2 separate regions of the Mus musculus genome follow, and region 1 is linked to region 2. A link is a contact called in public ChIA-PET data. All regions are on one chromosome and are shown on one strand. The core of a region is the stretch at or near the end of the contact, and the rest is flanking DNA. Distances in the headings are between cores, read along the strand shown.

Region 1 (3,976 bases), core at 1,086-3,585, 430 kb before region 2:
TCTGCCACATCACAGTGTAACATCTGAGATGCTCTTCAACTCCCAGACTTAAAAGACCCTCTGGCCTCTGCTCTCCAAATAACAGGGACTACCGTCGCATGCACTACCTCAGGCAGACACCATTAATTTTAAAAAAGAAAATTAATTGTGAAAAAGAAAATTGACAAAAACAAAACACCAGCCACAAAACCATAGGCATGCCAGAGACTAAATAAGCAGGAGTGCACATCTTCAGACGTGAAGGCATTTCCCAGTTTTGGTTGTTATTTTGTGTGTGTGTGTGTGTGTGTGTGTGTGTGTGTGTGTGTGTGTATGTTTTTCGAGACAGGGTTTCTCTGTAGTAGACCAGGCTGGCCTTGAACTCAGAAATCCACCTGCCTCTGCCTCCCCAGTTCTGGGATTAAAGGTGTGCGCCACCACTGCCCGGCCAGTTTTGTTTTCTAAGCACATGTTTGTGTGCCTTTCACACTGCAAGCATGTGTACATGTATGTACAGCTCAGGTCCCGTGAGACTGGGTCTCTTACTGAGCCCAGGGTTTTAGCATTGGGCTAGGAAAGCTGGAAGGTCCTCGTGTTCCTACCTCCCTGGTACAGGGATTAGAAATTCTTGTTATCAGCCAGGTGGTGTCATCAGAACGCCTTTAATCCCAGCACTCGGGAGGCAGAGGCAGGCGGATTTCTGAGTTCGAGGCCAGCCTGGTCTACAAAGTGAGGTCCAGGACAGCCAGGACTATACAGAGAAACCCTGTCACGAAAAAACAAAAAAACAAACAAACAAAAAAAAAGATTTGTTTTTTGCAGGTGCCCAAAAAGGACAGAAGAGGGTCCTGTGTCTCTGGACTGGATAAAATGGCTGTGAGCAGACTGATGTGGGTGTCAGGGGCAGACCTGGGTTCTCTGCTGGAGCAGTGTGGTGTCTTAACCGTGGCTGGGCCGTCTCTACAGCCCACTGTCTACACAGTCTATGCTGTTAGCATCACTGTGACAGTGCATTGTGGGGTGAGTGCAGTCCTGGAGGGGTGTGTGTGTGTGTGTGTGCGCGCGCACTCACATACAAACAGCATGCCTGCAGCAGCATAGCTGACAATGGAGCTGAGAGAGAGGATCTTCAGCAGTGCCAGAGGAAGAACTGGCTGACACTTAAGAACCAAGACAAGTGCTGTACAAAAGGCGGAGTCTCAAGGTGGCTTGTCACATGCGATTCCACACTGGGTTAAGCGAAGCATGACTATCTCAGGGCCACTACTTCATGAAGGTAGCAATGGCAGGCAGGGGCCATGTTTACACAGCTCAGAACAAAGACAGACAAAGCCTTAGCATACCATCTCTATTTCTGCAATGTTTGTTTTTGTTGTTGTTGTTGTTGTTGTTGTTTTCCTTTTTAGTGAGTATATACCAGTATAATTAACAAGACAATCCAAAAGCGTCTCCCCTTCCAGCCCACACTACAGGCCCAAACTCTGTCTCATCAATGCTGACATAAACATAACCCTTGGAAAACAGATCAGTCAGTTCATAAAAGCTGCATACAGAGATGACATGAATGGAAAAGGAGAAAGGAATTATCCAGTAGCACTGCAGGCCACTGCTGCTCACTTCTGGGCTGGTGGTTTCTGCTCCCTGAGAGAACATGCAGGGCTTCTGAGAAAATACTGAGTTAATGCCTCACTGCCTTGTCTGAAAGTTCTAGTAAGCCAGGCCAAAGGGCTAGCCTGGGCTAGCTTGTAGGCCGTAGGCCACGACAAAGGGCTAGCCTGTAGGCTGGGTGCACACACACAGGACAGAACAGCAAGGAGCAGAGGGGCAGGCGTGAGACTCTAAGTCTTCTTTCAAAGCTCTCAGGAGCTGGGAGAATTCTTGAGCTTGGGACAGAAGAGCTTCCACAAGGACATCTGGCAGCCAGGATTAGCCCCTCTGTCACCCTCTGAGCTGGCTATGTGTGGTCACTCTACAGGAAGCCCCTAAAAGAATCGCCCTCCTTCTTCAAGAAGCACCAAATTCAAATGCACAGGCCTGTTTCACCAAAGTTAATTCCCACGATCCTTTTAGAAAGGGGTTCACACTGTAGCCCCACACAACTTTCAACTCTGGACGTCACAGTAATCCCCCTGCCTGTCTCCATAACCCCCCTTCCTGTCTCCAGAGCACTGGGATTACAGGTGTGGATAACTATGCACGGCTCCTGTGGTTTCAGACTCTAGAGCAGGCACCAGAGCCTTGCCTGCTCTACATTTAGAATGCTCCCGCAGGACGGACTTCCTGAGCCGTGGGCGTCTGCACCAGCCCACACACAGACCCAGTGCGAGCGAGCGTGGGTAGAAATCATCATCTCAGTTCTGAGAGGAAACAGCGAGACCAAAGGGCCGGATGCTCAAGATGCTTGTGGAACAACAGCAGTCTCACCAAGGCAGTGCAATGAAGGAAAGGGGTTCCTCGAAGGCCATACGGCTGGAGATGCACACTTAAAACTCCTCTACATGGAACACACCTCAAGTACAGAACTCAGAGATACAAAATTTCTAGAAGGAAGTATAGAAAAAAAATACCTCTGGGGCTGGAGAGTGAGTGATGTGCCTGTTCTGAGCACAAGACCCGAGTTACAATTTAGATCAGCTACCTAGAAAATGCCAAGTGTGGTATATGTAGCTATAGCACCAGCCAGGGGTGGGAGAACGTAGCCCTTGTCTCAAAATGTAAGGTCCAACAGCCCTAAGGGCACAGGCCTTTAATCAGAACTTAAGCCAGGCAGAGGCAGGTGGATGTCTGTGTGCTCCAGGCCAGCCTGGTCAGAGTACAAGTTTCAGAGCATCCTGGCAAGAAAATAAATCAATAAATTGAAAACAACTGAGGAAGCTGCTTGACACCAACCTCTAGTCTCTGCAACCAAACCTACATGTTGCATGTACATGTAGAAACAGGCACACCCCACACCCATTCATGCACATATATGCACACACACACACACACACACACGACTTATGACATTATGAACTTTAAAAAGCCATTAAAAAAGAAAGGACAAATTGAACTTCTCCAAAATAATTAAGATCTCAAAGCCACTATAAAGATGGCCATAAACTGAGAGAGGCACATTCAATAAAGAAGTTGTCAGTGGGGTGTGGTGGCACAGGCCTGTGATCTCTCTCTATTTATGGCCAGCTAACAGCCAACAGGAGGCACGAGGCATGCACAGTGGAGGGCACCATAGCTACAGGGAGCTGGGAGAGGCAGGCTCTGCAGACACCACCTCCAGCCTGCCTGGCGCCCTTGCTCACTCCCTCTGCAGGGCTAGAACATACATCCAGAAGCACAAGCAGGCCGAGGTGCCAAAGCACTACGGTTACAGGGAGAGCCCATCATGACCCTAACAACCTAGCCTGCTCAGGACTCAGAGCCCATCATGGACCCAAACAACCTAGCCTGCTAGCTAGCACGACAGGCTCCAGCTAGTCTCCATACAGGTGCTGCTGTCCTGGATTCTGTTCACACAGCTGTCACTTAGGTGACCTCAGCTGTCACCTGGGTACTCTCACCTGCCCTGCTACACGTGAGGGAGGGCTGCATCTTCATCCATTCAAGGGCATGGAGTCCGGGTATTGAAGGAGACCGAGCACAGGGGGCCTGACCGTCCCTGCAGCGCATTCCTTCCTGTGCTGTGGGAGTGGGGTAGGCATACCTTCAGTCCTCCCGTCTGTGGTCCCCAGCTTCTTGGTTTCTGCCGTGAGCAGCAGCTCATATGGGTGCTCCTCCTCTTCCTGGGGAGCACTACTCTGAATCCTGGGTCTCACAGCCAGGCCCTAGGAGACAGAAATAGCCAGACATGTTGGACAGAGGCAGGTGGCACATGACAAAGCTCTGATTCTTGCCTAGAGGTTGACATTCTGGAAACTTCATGTCCAGTGCATGAGGCTGAGACGCAGACCATAAAAGAGGGGCCTGGTGGGTGTGTGGTCCTTAGGAGCCTTCTCAAACAAAT
Region 2 (3,859 bases), core at 855-3,354:
CTTGGTTGTGGTGTTTCATCACGGCAATAGACACCTTAACCAAGACACAACACAAAACCCAAAAAATCTGAATGTAAAATGATAAATGCAGCTCTGGAACAGCTGCCAGCCCAGAGCATCCAGGAAGAGACCCCGTACCCACCATGTTCCCTGTCCTTCACAAGATGCTGGCTGTCACACTGCCTGGGGCCTCAGGCTGCTCCCTGCCCTTCCTAGCTTATCAGAGTTTCTGTTCTAGGATTGAGGCCAGGCCCCCGAGACCCTGGCCCTTTGAATACATGAACTAGCCTTCCAGACATGCTGGATACCTTGTAGCGCACAGCTGTCATAGAACTCCGGAGGTGGAAGCAGAGAAGTCTAGAGAAAAGAAAAGTTAAACTGCAAAAGTCCCGACAACAAACACAAGCTGGGGATCTGGACAACGGAGGAAGGAGCCCCACTTCTAAAATCTCCGACATCCTTGAAGGTCTACAGCCTAAGGTGTCTCGTCTCTTTGCTGAAGGTGACAGCGGATGCCCCTGCAACCTCCAGGCTGAGGGGTTTCATTGATTCTTTCCCTCTCCCCATCCTACCCCCAGTCAGGTGGTGCTGTCTGAGGACGAAGTTTGTCAAGGTTCCCATCGGCCATGCTTCCCTGTTGGGTCTACCTCTGCACCTGACCTGCTGTCAATTATCCTTCTCCAGAAAGGTCTGAGGCAATCCAGGCAGGGCCAGACAGAGGAACTCACTCATAACCACATGGCAGGCAGGAAGTAGCAAGGGGGGCTAGCTCAGGGTACCTCACATCTGCCCCTTGGGGTTTCTGTGCAAGAATAGGGCACCTAGGCTGTCCCTTGTCCTGATTACCATCTGATTGACTCAGGAGGCTTTGCTTCAGTACCACCAATGTTAGATGGCTTTCAACCTAGGCAGGGGGAGAAGAGGCCTGGGGCAGGACTATAGGTATGTATGCATAAACTATAATGCCCACTCAGAGTAAGTGTAGGTTCCATGCTGTGATTATATGTCCTGCTGGTGTGACGAACGGGCCTTTAATCTCAACACTCTGGCAGTAGAAAGAAGAGGTGGGTGGAGGTGAGGAGGAGGGAGAGAGGGGAGAGGAGGAGAAACGGTGGGAGGGTGGGAGGGAGAAAGAGGTAGCGCTGTTGGTAGAACGCTTGGCTACCATTTGGGAAGCCCAGGATCCCAGCATTTAGGAGGTGACCTGAAGGTAGGAGAATCAGGAATTCAAGATGTCAGGGATACAAGAGAAAGAGGGAGGGGGCTCTGTCCCCCAGCATGGTGATACATGCCTATTTTAGCATCCAGGAGGCTCACACACAGACGCACAGAGAGTTCCAAGCCTGCAAGGATGATCGCCATGAGACTTAGTCACGGACTAAATAAATAAATTTTGTTGCATCCCGTGTTGATATGTGCTTTGCCGGTATCACCTGCTTTGCCTAGTGTTCTCGGGGCACAGAAGAGGGTATTGCATCCTCTGGAAATGGTTGTGAGCCACCTCGTGGGTGTTGGGAACCTAACCTGAGTCCTCAGTAAGAGTAATTAAGTGCTCTTAACCGCTGATCTATCTCTCCCCCCCAAACGTGATCTTCTTACTCAGAGTTGTCCAGTCTAAGTAACTTTAATAATCAGACGATCACAGCTTGGACACAGGCTTACTGAGCTGCCCCTGACTCAAGCAAGTGACCCCGCTGCTCCATCTGTGCTTCCCCTCATCGCACAGTGGGGAAAGTGCTTCAATGAGCTTAGCATTCGGGCCACAGGGATGTGCTGGGCTCCAGTCCCACACCATCATTTCAGTTTCACGGCAACCTGCTTTGAAGACGCGGGGACAGAAAGGAATGAGGCCCTCGGCCACCGCCTCTACCCGCGGACAACCAGTCGCCAGGATCCTGCGGTGACCACTGGCCCCGCCCGCCCGTGTGCAGCCGGGAAAGCGCGCCGTCCCGCAACCTTCCCGCTGCGCGGCCCTCGGTCGCCCCCTGCTGCCGCGGCGTGGACGCTGCAGGACCCCGTCCGGCCCGCCCACCCGCATCCGGATTGGCCACCATGCTGGACTGGGGCGCCAAGGCCCCGCCTTCTCTCCCGCTCCTTTGATCACGCGCTGGAGGACTCTTCCGGGGCCGGGGCCAACCCAAGGTGTTGCTGTCAGGGCTGCACGGCGGGAGGTAAGGCATGGCCGGGTTGGATGGGCAGCAGCGCGCCCGCACGGAGCAGCTTGGGGTGCCGGGGTCCCAAGGTATCTAGGCGGGCATCGGCCCCTCGATATCCCCTCCCCAATACCCCCGATCCTCCCCGCAGCTGGGAACCATCTGCCCACCCAGGCGGGCCAGCAGCATCCTAAGAGTGGCCTCATACCTTTTCGGTTCTGGTTCGCCCCCCTCGGCCTGAGACGGGGAGCTCGCAACTGGGAACTGGCAAAACTGACCCATGGACATGAGGCAGTCAGCCAGTACCTCTTCCTCTCTCTGAGAGTCTGGGACAGGAACTTGAGCCATCTCAGTGCTGCCGCCCGAGGATGATCGCGTTTCTGTCGATGGGGGCGACCCTCTCCACCTCTGCCTGTCAGCCCTGGCCGAGAGGGTAGGGACATAGGCGGAGCCCCGGGTGTACTAGAGGCAGGTGACCTCATCTAGATTAGATACTGTCCATCTGTACACAATGTCCACACTCGTACCTGAGAGCGATGCTGAGGACCGTGGATAGGATTACACCAGGGACAAGGATGCAGGCCTGTGGCTCCTTCATACCGTGGGGGAACGGAACCAGAACCCCTTCACATGATCCTAACTCACCCCTCCACCGCAGTGAAGGCCCAGCTATTTCTTTCTCTCCATTTAGCCGTGCACCTGCACCTAACCTTCCCCAAGCAGTTGATACCTGCAAATGTCTACCAGGCATCCAAGCTAAGCCACACCCTCTTGTTTGTAAGACGCTGGGCCGGAACCAAGCCTGGATGGGATCTGGGCCTGTCTGGTTACCTCGGGGTCATTAGTGTTTGGCTTTAAGTTTTCCGGGATTTCCAGACCTGCTTGTCACCACAGGTACAGCTGATATCCTCCCTTCCTCCTCCCCAGGGAGCCCAGAGGAGGCGCCCTCCCGAGGCCACCACTGCCCATGCAGTCCATCCATTCAGCCATCTGGCTACTGATGTCATGAGTAACACGACAGTGCCCAATGCCCCCCAGGCCAACAGCGACTCTATGGTGGGCTATGTGCTGGGGCCTTTCTTCCTCATCACCCTGGTCGGGGTGGTGGTGGCCGTGGTAAGGAATCCTCAGACTTGCCTGGGGTGGCTGCTGGGTGGGCCTGGTTTGGTGGCCACAGCATCTCGGCTGTTATTAAGGGTGTGGAAGTGGGTCTTGAGACTGGGCAGTGCTCGCCTCCCCAGCCCCATAGTACGTGTCTCTGTTACAGGTAATGTATGTGCAGAAGAAAAAGCGGTGAGTGCCCTAACTCCCTGGTACTAATACCCTTTACCCTAGCAGAAATGGGTTCCTTTCTGGCCCAGTGGTTTGAGGGGAGGAGACACCGGATAGTGCGGGGCTGAGGTTCCTGTGCTCCCGCTCCCAGGGTGGACCGGCTTCGCCATCATCTGCTTCCCATGTATAGCTATGACCCTGCAGAAGAACTCCAGGAAGCTGAGCAGGAGCTGCTCTCTGATGTGGGAGACCCCAAGGTGAGCTACATTTCTGGCTAAGAACCACGTTGCAACAGGAGGCCAGTTCCTCACTCTAAGCAACCAGGTCATGGGTCATCCTTACAAATACTTGCCAGCAGTGAGGCTGCAGTGGCTTGCTCTTCCTGACAGGTGGTTCATGGCTGGCAGAGCAGCTACCAGCACAAGCGGATGCCC

Evidence for each region. ChIA-PET counts read pairs in DNA pulled down with a chosen protein or histone mark.
Region 1: an RNA polymerase II ChIA-PET map of memory CD8 T cells shows a contact between it and region 2, with 7 read pairs. The contact joins the enhancer-like site here to the promoter of AI413582 in region 2. A contact is called at or near these places in 2 of 39 promoter capture datasets (the 3T3-L1 cell line and cranial neural crest), 1 of 484 Hi-C or Micro-C datasets (CD8 T cells), 3 of 115 datasets of contacts at active chromatin or transcription factors (bone marrow-derived macrophages, embryonic stem cells and memory CD8 T cells) and 1 of 9 other capture datasets (adipose tissue).

What each region holds. Positions count from the first base shown.
Region 1 is chr17:27,995,755-27,999,730 of GRCm38.p6, reverse strand. It overlaps Anks1 (ankyrin repeat and SAM domain containing 1), which reads right to left. Exons shown (of 25, transcript NM_181413.4): 11 at 3,677-3,797. Among named protein-coding and RNA genes, the nearest start is that of Gm35290, 9.5 kb to the left of the region's middle. Within about 2 kb of position 2,335, at least 38 of the 459 cell types and tissues checked have an H3K27ac peak or open chromatin away from gene starts, as enhancers often do. A contact at or near this core is called in CD8 T cells and memory CD8 T cells, where this site is marked.
Region 2 is chr17:27,563,972-27,567,830 of GRCm38.p6, reverse strand. AI413582 (expressed sequence AI413582) reads left to right here and starts at 2,104. Exons shown (of 5, transcript NM_001002895.2): 1 at 2,104-2,171; 2 at 3,081-3,269; 3 at 3,421-3,446; 4 at 3,577-3,682; 5 at 3,815-3,859. The coding sequence starts at 3,159.